Linked DNA regions of Mus musculus: region 1 is linked to region 2. Evidence: chromatin contacts called from public HiChIP or PLAC-seq data. All regions are on one chromosome and are shown on one strand. The core of a region is the stretch at or near the end of the contact, and the rest is flanking DNA. Distances in the headings are between cores, read along the strand shown. Region 1 overlaps 4930449C09Rik (RIKEN cDNA 4930449C09 gene). Region 2 has its middle 77 kb from the start of Gm41335.

Region 1 (4,630 bases), core at 1,940-4,439, 440 kb after region 2:
GGTTTTGCCCTAAAGATGGTCCAGGTGTCTCTTTTGCTCTTGAATCCCTCTCCTCCATCCCCTTCCACTCCTTGCTCGTTCATCTGTACATCAAACACCTAAAACGGGTGAGAACTGAGCCCGAACCTCGAGAAAAAGAGTAGCTGAGCTCCGGAGGCCAGTAGATCTCCTTCTATGTGCACAGCCTGGGGTATGAAGTCCTAGCTAGTGCTTGTCCTTTCACTTTGGTTCCTTGCTAGGACACAGAAGATACATGGAGGCAGTAGTGGCCTGTTCATCAAGCCTTCCAGACCTCCAGGTGGGAAGATGGAGGTAGGTGAGCCCAGCCTGCCAACCACCAACTCTGAAAGCCTCTACTGCCATCTACTGACCAGTGGGGGAATTCATGGGCAAAATGCCAAGAAGGTGAGTTCCTCAGTTAAAAGTTTTAATAATCAGTTCCTGCAGCCCCCCACCCCATTTCCTCCCAATGAGAAAATTCCCAAGCCCTCATAAGTAAGGGGCTTCTATGACACCATACCATCAGTCGTAGCAGCCTATCTCCCCTGCACCCAGATTGGCTCTGCCCACCTACAGTTCTTCCATTTGAAAATAGAGCCACACTAGCCTGTAAGAAAGATCCAAGACTGGGTCTGCATTAATATTTGCTTTTCAGCCCAGAGCTCAGTGCCACAGGGCCAGCAACGCCCTTCAAGGACAAGGTTCTGAACTAATCATTTGAAAGTATTTGCTGGGTTTTGGTTTGTTTTTTAGAATATGAAGATACCAGGTTTGTTCACACACACACACACACACACACACACACACACACACACACACACACACACACACTCCTATAATCCCAACACTTAGGAAGTTGAGCCACCAGGAAGGAAAATCTTGAGTTTGAGGTTAGATTGGGCTACAGCAAGACTCTGTGGTGTGTGTGTGTGTGTGTGTGTGTGTGTGTGTGTGTGTGTGTGTGTGTGTGTAAGTGTGTGTCAGAAAGACAGAGGTTGGTGAAGTGGGAGGGAGAGAAAAAAGAAAGGCATAAGGGAAGTGAGAGAGGGAGGGAGAGAGAATGGGCCATGTTTATTATACTTTACAACATACTTTAAAGTTTTTGCCTTTACATGCTAAGTAAATTATTGATTGCATTTTAAGTGACCCTGTTCCTCCTAAAATTGATACCTTTTTAAAAGAATGCTGACTTTCAAAAGGGGACAAACAGTATTACTTGCCCAAAACAAAAATCTACTATAAGAATAAATACCCTGAAATACAAAATAAATTAAAATATTACAATAAAATTAAAATAAAGCCATGTATAATACCTCTTTTTCCTGTTTGAAGGAACCATTGTTTACTAACGGGAAAGAAATGTCTTCCTCCCAGCTAAGAGTAAGACAGATGTGACAAAAATACAGCTTTAGGCAGCTTCCATGTGCAGCCCAGTCAGTCTCTGCTGCTCATGCAGGCCATTTCGCTCCGCATCCATTTTCTGTTTCTAGACTCACTACTAAGCTTGGGGAAAAGAGGGGAAAAACCTCTCACCAGGATCTTCTGTGTTCTAAGTCCTAAACCCAGGAACTGTGGGTTCTCTGCCAAATTGTGAGAGCATACTGCGCAGGGATGTGTCCAGCAGGCACATTTACAAATGACTAAGAGCCGCCGGCATTCTTGTGCATCGTTCCAGCTTCACCGGTTGGCTGGTATGCCTGTTGGAATGGTAGTGTGGCAATGTCATCTCTTTGAGAATCCCCACCCCCACCCCTCCTACAATCCAGTCCCCGCTCCCCTTTTCTGCTTCCCGCAGGTGAGTGTCACCAGGCTGCCTGCTCAGAACAGTCTTTGGCAAAATCCTAGAGCAGATATGAGGGTCCCTGCACCAAATTCACCTGGCAACATCCTCTTGTATCTCACTGGCAGCTAACTGCATGCTTGAGTGGGGCTATCTTAATTAAACAAAGAAGGTTAATGAGCAATTGCTCCTGAATGCTCAGCTTGTGTGTCTGGATTGAAAATATGCAGGGGTCTACTTAAAGAATCAAATGGAAGCAAGCTAGTTAGCCAATCACTATCCAAAGCAGACCATCACCTTCAAACCCTTAAAAGAAAGTTTCTTTTAAAACCAATTACCACATCTTATAGTCAATGTGAAAATGTTTATTTTATTCAAAATAGGAGCAAAAAAAGAAGAAATGAAAAAATAGAAACCAGAGCTAGTTTGTTGTTTTGATTTTTGTTTTAATTTTGGATTTCTTTTCTTTTCCTTGCCCATTTTTAATGATTTATTTATTTTAATTTTATGTGCATTGGTGTTTTGCCCGCACATGTTTCTGTGTAAGGATGTCAGATCTCCGGGAACTGGAGTTAGACAGTTGTTAGTTGCCATGTGGGTGCTGGGAATTGAACCCAGATCCTTTAGAAGGCCAGCTAGTGCTCCTAACCGTTGAGCCATCTCAACAGCCACTGTTAATCCCTGTGTGAACTCTTCCCCCATTCATTGTTCTGATTTTTCAATTTTATACAAAAGTTGTTCCATACAAAACATCCTACCATGCAATATTTGTTTAAGGTAGCAATAAGTCGAAGATACCTTTCAATCCTTCCAAGTTCCTATGTGACAACACTTGCACTAAATATAGAACATGCCATTTACAAAAAGTTAAAGCCATTGGAAGAAACTGGGCCTGGAGGCACATTCCAGGACCCACAGATAGAGGAGAATCAAGAGTTCAAGGTTATCTTGAGCATAAAGTAAGTTCAAGGAAGTCTGGAGACGCCAACAGGATCGTGTGCTGAGTGTTCTGAATACTAAACATTCATTTGCCCATTCCTGTGAGTGTGTGCATATATGTGCATGCATGTGGGCATGTGTAGGCCAGAGGTATTGGTCCTCCAGGGCCACCCACTGTATTTTTTGACACCAGCTTTCTCACTGAGACCTGGATGTTGCAGGTTTAGCTAGATAGGCTGGCCAACAAGCCACAGGAATCCTCCTACCCTTGCTTCCCTGGTGCTGGGATAACAATTACGCACCATCACACCCAGCCTTTTTATGTGGATGTTGGAATCAAATGCAGATCTTTAGGCTTGAGTGGCAAGCGCTTTACCTCCTGAGTTGTCTCTCCAGCATCAACTTATTAGCATATGTTAATTGCACCTAGTCCTGGGATTCAATGTGATCTCCCCATATACCACATGGCATACACTGATAAAATATAGACACCCTTTCCAATCCAGCCCCCACCCATTCAGGTCTAGGACAATTGATAAGTCTATCTTCAGATTGACTTTTGGAGATTCTGCACATGAGAGAGGACATACTCTACTTGTCTTCCTGTGACTGGCTTGCCCAATGTCCTTCAGTTCCATACAGTTGCTGAAAGAACAGGATGTCGCCCTTTCCTTATGCTACATAATACTCTGCAGTACACAGCGCATACATTCTTTATCTATCCATCTGGCATTCTGCCCTGTGGCTAGTTCCATATCTTGGCTATTTTGAGCAGTGTCATGATACACTTGAGCATACAGCTGCGACACATCTGTTGAATATTCACCTGTAGCTGGAGTGGCTGGATCATATGGTAGATCTATTTTTAGTTTCTTGAGGAAGGTTCATACTATTCTTTATAATAGCTGTGTTAATTTACATCCTTACCAACAATGTCAAACTTGGTCGGGTATGGCTTCTTGCCCTGTCAACAATCTTTTTTTTTTGTTTTGTTTTTCTTAGTTATTTTATTTATTTGCATTTTCAAATGTTGTCCTCCTTCCTGGCCTCTTCTCTACCCCTCCTCCCCTCCCCCTTGTCTCTAAGAAGATGCTCCCTAACCCACCCACCCACTCCTGCCTCACCGCCTCTAGCATCCCTCTATGCTGGGACAACAAGCCTCCACAGGACCAAGGGCCTCTCCTCCCATGATGCCAGATAAGGCAATTCTCTGCTACATATGTAACTGGAGCCATGGACCCACCTATGTAAACTCTTTGGTTGGTGGTTTAGTCCCTGGAAGATCTGGGGTGTCCAGTTAGTTGATACTGTTCTTCCTCTGGGGTTGCAATCAACCCCCTTCACCTCCTTCAGTCCTTCCCCTAACTCTTCCATTGGGGTCCCCAGTCTCAGTCTAATGGTTAGCTGTGAGTATCTGCTTCTATCTTACTCAGATGCTAGTGGAGCCTCTCAGAGGACAGCCATACTAGGCTCCTGTCCGAGAGCACTTCTTGGCATCAGCAATAGTGTCAGGATTTAGAGTCTGCAGATTGGATGGATCCCCATGTGGGAGAGTCACTGCATGGCCTTTCCTCCAGTCTCTGCTCCAATTTTTGTCCCTGTGTTTCCTTTAGACAGGAACAATTCTGGGTTAAAATTTTTGAGATGGATAGGTGGCCCCATCCCTCCTCTGGGGGCCATGTCTATCTACTGGAGGTGGTCTCTTCAGGCTTTATCTTCCCTCTGCTGGGTATTTCGGCTAATGTCAGCACCAATGGATCCTGGAAACCTCTTGCTTCCCTGGCACCTGGGAGTTTCTAGTGGTCCTCCCAGCCCCCAACCTCCACTGCCACATATTTCTATTCATTCTCCTGACCCTCTGGACTTCTCTCCTGTCAACAATCTTAAGTGTCAAGCTTGAAAAAAAAAAAA
Region 2 (4,308 bases), core at 1,211-3,710:
GTTGAGAATATGCGTGAACAAGGTGTGGAATTCTAAAGATAAGATGTTCACACAGGATCGAAGCCACCACAGGGATTTGTGTTTTGTGTTGATCATCAGGGAAGCCATTATTTTAAAGCTATGATCCCTCTGTTCAGGATTCTTCTATATAGACACTAAGCTCACTCCAATCCCTCTTTAATAAGCACATGACTGGTGCTCCTAGTCAGATATGAGAAAATTAGCTAATGCATATAGCCTGGGCATGTGTGTAGAAGAAACAGTAACAACAGTTGATATTTACTGAACATCCAGCATGTGCCATGCACCATTCTGATAGTTTTGCTGTCTTTTACCAATGCTATTCCCCTCCCAACACCTCTGTATTTTCCAGCTGAATAATTGGAGGCCCAAGGCTGACAAGGGAATTGCCCAAGAAGACGTTCTAATAAAGAGACAGGTGAATCACTATTGCCTAGTGATTCAAATAGTTATCAGATACCAGAGCCTGTGATATCAAACTGATTAACAGGGGAGATAACAGAGAAATGAAAATGACCAAAAATGACCAAAGAAACATCCAATGTTTGATTTCACAGTTTTTTTTTAAGAAGCACATAATGAAAGTGAAATTGCTCTATTAGTTATTGCTCATATAGGCTATGAGTTTATACTGGGTTGTATCATTGGACATGAATTTTAGAAGGCTCATTGGGTAGTTACCACTTAACTAAGATGTAGAATAAAATTCCTCAGTATGCTGAAAAAACTTTAACAATTATTACTTAAGCAAAGTTGTATTTTGCAGATGAACCTCAAAGTTCATTTCAAACATCTGTCTCTTCATTATTTATCCCTAACAGCAAAGGATGTGCTACACAGACAGCAACTGAAGAGATCAAGCCTGGAACTTTTTATCACAAATACATAATATAATCCTTGAAGATTGAAGAGGGGGAATTATTATTATTTTTTGCTCCTAAGTAACAAGAATTCCATAAAGTGTATCAGCCATCTGTGGAATATATGAATCAATATTCACAAAAAAGACACAGGGTATACAATCATAAATAGATTTATCAATGACAGCCCCACTTTAGGAGAGCCTAAGATTGATATCCCATGTAATGTCAGTTCTTTAATCTCTATATGATTTGATGTCATCACTTACAGCTAAATTAATAAACTAACAATTAGTGACAATAACCAGCCCCAAAGTATATTTTACTTGGCTCTCTATTTCTAGACTGAGTGGATGGTATTCTTTAACAGAATAAAAAGCATAAATACTTAGAGATTTCTACAAAATCTATTTTCAAGAAACTCATATTATATAAAGATTCTACCAACACCCAAAGCCCAGGTTTCTATAGCTAGAGAATGGGGCTATTTATAAATTCACATGACCCTCAGGATCAGAATCTCTGCATCTCATTCTCCATGGAACACAAAAGAAAATTCACCCTCTAGCATCTCATAATCCCCTATAGTAACAATTCACTGTAGCTGACTCAAAGGTACAAAATTTTAGATGAGACAGTTTGTTTTAGCATGAACATAATCTGTGTTGCCCAAGTTATCAGTTTAGCCAGGTTTTATTTTTCAACAATTATTTGAAGCATTAGGAAGAATGGCACCTAATACTCACATACTCTGTAACACCTTTTAAATGGAAATATACTGAATTATCACTATGTTAAAATTAATGATTAACTATGGATAATTCATATACAAAACATTGGAAAACTAGTGTTTATGTTTTAGTATTTAGCATTTTCTATTTGTGATTCTGTTTAGTTCTTTTAGTAATATCTAATATAAATCAACGCCTCAGAAGAGTTTCTACGTCATCAATATGATTAATGCAAGGAATTGCTCATGAACTACCTGATTCCCTGGAGTGAGATTCAAATACTCCTGCAACGTATGAGGAATGTTTTTGTTTCTTATTATTAATATTCAAAGAATAAGCCATTAACTAGATTAATAACAAAGAGAGAAGCTCTTTAAACAAAATGCTTTGTGTATGTGCAAATGAATAAAACTGCATTCAGCCACTGGAAGACATAGATTCTGTGAAGAACCAGTGTAATTAAATATTATCCTGAGATATAAAAAATAAAAAGCATAGCTGGTTAAATTAAGTTTTTACGGGTATCATTACAAATTAAGCCAGCATCTTTTGTTAAACATAATGCATTTCCCAGGCAAATTAGCATGGCAAGGGTTTCACATGTTTCGCCACCTGGCCAATGCTTATCTTCATCTGTCAAAATCCACATCAAGGAGTTTCCATGAAGCCTTTCAACAAAGCTCCAATTCTCCTTTGTAGTTCCCTGTAACGGACCCAGTCTTTGGCTGTTGTTTTCATTTCACTAAATTTGATTAAAAATTACCTGCCAGTCTTTCCATTACAATGGTAAGCTATGAGATAACACACCACAGGGTAGTTTCACACAGCCACTGGAATGTCTGATCTATGGGGTCACAAAGTTCCAAGGCCCCACTGAAGCCATAGATGGATGAAAAGAAGAGTGGATGGAAGCTAAGTAGTGAAATACCAAACGGGCTTTGAGGGTACCACTAAAGCTGTAAAACATCATTGGAGGACATTATATGATGACTGAACAGCGATTCAGCACATGTTTCCTCTTCCAGAAAGGAAATAGAAAACAATAAGTAGACAGGAACTTTTTGAGGAGAGTGGTCATGCAGAAATGCTTGAACTTAGCAGGAAAGAGGCTGATTCAGATACTTGGGAAAGTAGCCTATAAAGAAGAAAATGTTTCTGAGGCAACTGCTATCAAGCTCTCCAGTTGAGGAGGAGACTTCACATGTGTAAGAGAAAGAATGAATAGGAGAGACTCAGAAAATGCTACCAAAATCCTAGCTACCGGAAAAATTTACAGTTGCCATAGATTTTCATACTGCTGAGAAGAGCAACCGAGAGTAACCATACAGCTTTGTTTTGGAGAAGATACTCATATCATTTAGGAAGTTCACAAACCCTCAGACCTTAGGATGCTACAACTGATGAAGACCCTAAGCTACTGTGACTGATTTTATCATGAGAATAAACTTATTTCTGAATTTGCACCACTCTTAGTGTCAGTAAACTCTGAATTATCACAATCTTTAGGATTTCAGCAGATTGCAAAAAGAGACTGGGTCCTTCTCAGAGCAAACACAACATATCAAACCCATAACCATAAGACAGGTTTTTATAAGAAAGCTGCTTAGCACAAAAACTGTCTTATAAAGGTGATAGCAAGAATGGTTCACTGGATATATAAATCTCAAAGTATGGTTTAAAAAGGGGGGGTGTGGTGTGTGGAAGAAAATACAAAGGGACACAATGCTCCCAGGGACATGGTAACTGGTTGTCAATAGACCAACAAAAATGATACCAAGGTAATGCATGAATAGTGGGAATGAGGACTCTTGCCTGACTGTGGACCCTTTTCCTCCTATTGCATTGCCTCCTCCAGCCTTGATATGAGGGTTTATGCCTAGTCTTATTGCATCTTTCTATACCATGTTCGGTTGATATTATTGGGAGGCCTATACTTTTCTGAAGGGAAACACAGAAACTGGATTTGGGGGAAGGGTGGGAATCACTGTGGGAAATGGAGAGGGGAGGCTGCCATCAGGATGTATTCTATGAGAGAGGAATAAAAAAAATAAGTTTTAAAAAGAATGATTACAAGGATCCAAGATGGTCGAAGAAAATACAATAGCTGCCACAGTGAGAAAAACAGCAAAGATTTTGAGAAAGACCCAAACAGAAACCTTCAAAATGAAGAGCACAATAAGTCAAATATAAAACACAGTGGAAAGTTCCGGACTAGAACAAACAGAAGAAAGGATACCACTTTGTAGAGAAAATTTGAAATCCCACAAAATGACAAACAAAAAAGAAAAACTAAGAGAATGATTGTAGCCCCAAAGAACTCTAGGGTTTGATTAAGTAAACAAGTGTTTTCCTATTTGGGAGGGCAGTACATGGAGAGGAGGAATATATGAGAGGTTAAAAAAACTTACACTTTGAGTTAATAGCTGTGGACAACTTCCATATTGAGAAAGATCTAAACATATAGAGGCCAAATGGCCATAGGACTCTAAATAGACTTGAGGTGAAAATGTCCTAATCTTGATATATCTTAGTCAAAGTCTCAAAATTACAAAAGAAAAAAAGAAAAAAAGAGAGAGAGAATTCTAAACTCTTGAAGAAAAGTATCAGCAGGTCACATATAAATGAATCCACATTAGGATAGCAACATATTTTAATCAGGACACTTGTAAGTTAGGAACTATATTATTAGAAATTAT

The links. HiChIP or PLAC-seq counts read pairs in DNA pulled down with a chosen protein or histone mark.
Region 1: a contact with region 2 is called in an H3K4me3 HiChIP or PLAC-seq map of the SCID.adh cell line, with 9 read pairs. The contact joins two enhancer-like sites. A contact is called at or near these places in 2 of 484 Hi-C or Micro-C datasets (the G1E-ER4 cell line and bone marrow-derived macrophages) and 2 of 115 datasets of contacts at active chromatin or transcription factors (the SCID.adh cell line and large pre-B cells).

Annotation. Positions count from the first base shown.
Region 1 is chr15:63,721,537-63,726,166 of GRCm38.p6, forward strand. It overlaps 4930449C09Rik (RIKEN cDNA 4930449C09 gene), which reads left to right. Exons shown (of 4, transcript NR_166778.1): 2 at 240-405. Among named protein-coding and RNA genes, the nearest start is that of 4930449C09Rik, 5.5 kb to the left of the region's middle. Within about 2 kb of position 3,190, at least 12 of the 459 cell types and tissues checked have an H3K27ac peak or open chromatin away from gene starts, as enhancers often do. A contact at or near this core is called in the SCID.adh cell line, where this site is marked.
Region 2 is chr15:63,277,596-63,281,903 of GRCm38.p6, forward strand. No RefSeq gene overlaps it. Among named protein-coding and RNA genes, the nearest start is that of Gm41335, 77 kb to the right of the region's middle. Within about 2 kb of position 2,461, at least 10 of the 459 cell types and tissues checked have an H3K27ac peak or open chromatin away from gene starts, as enhancers often do. A contact at or near this core is called in the SCID.adh cell line, where this site is marked.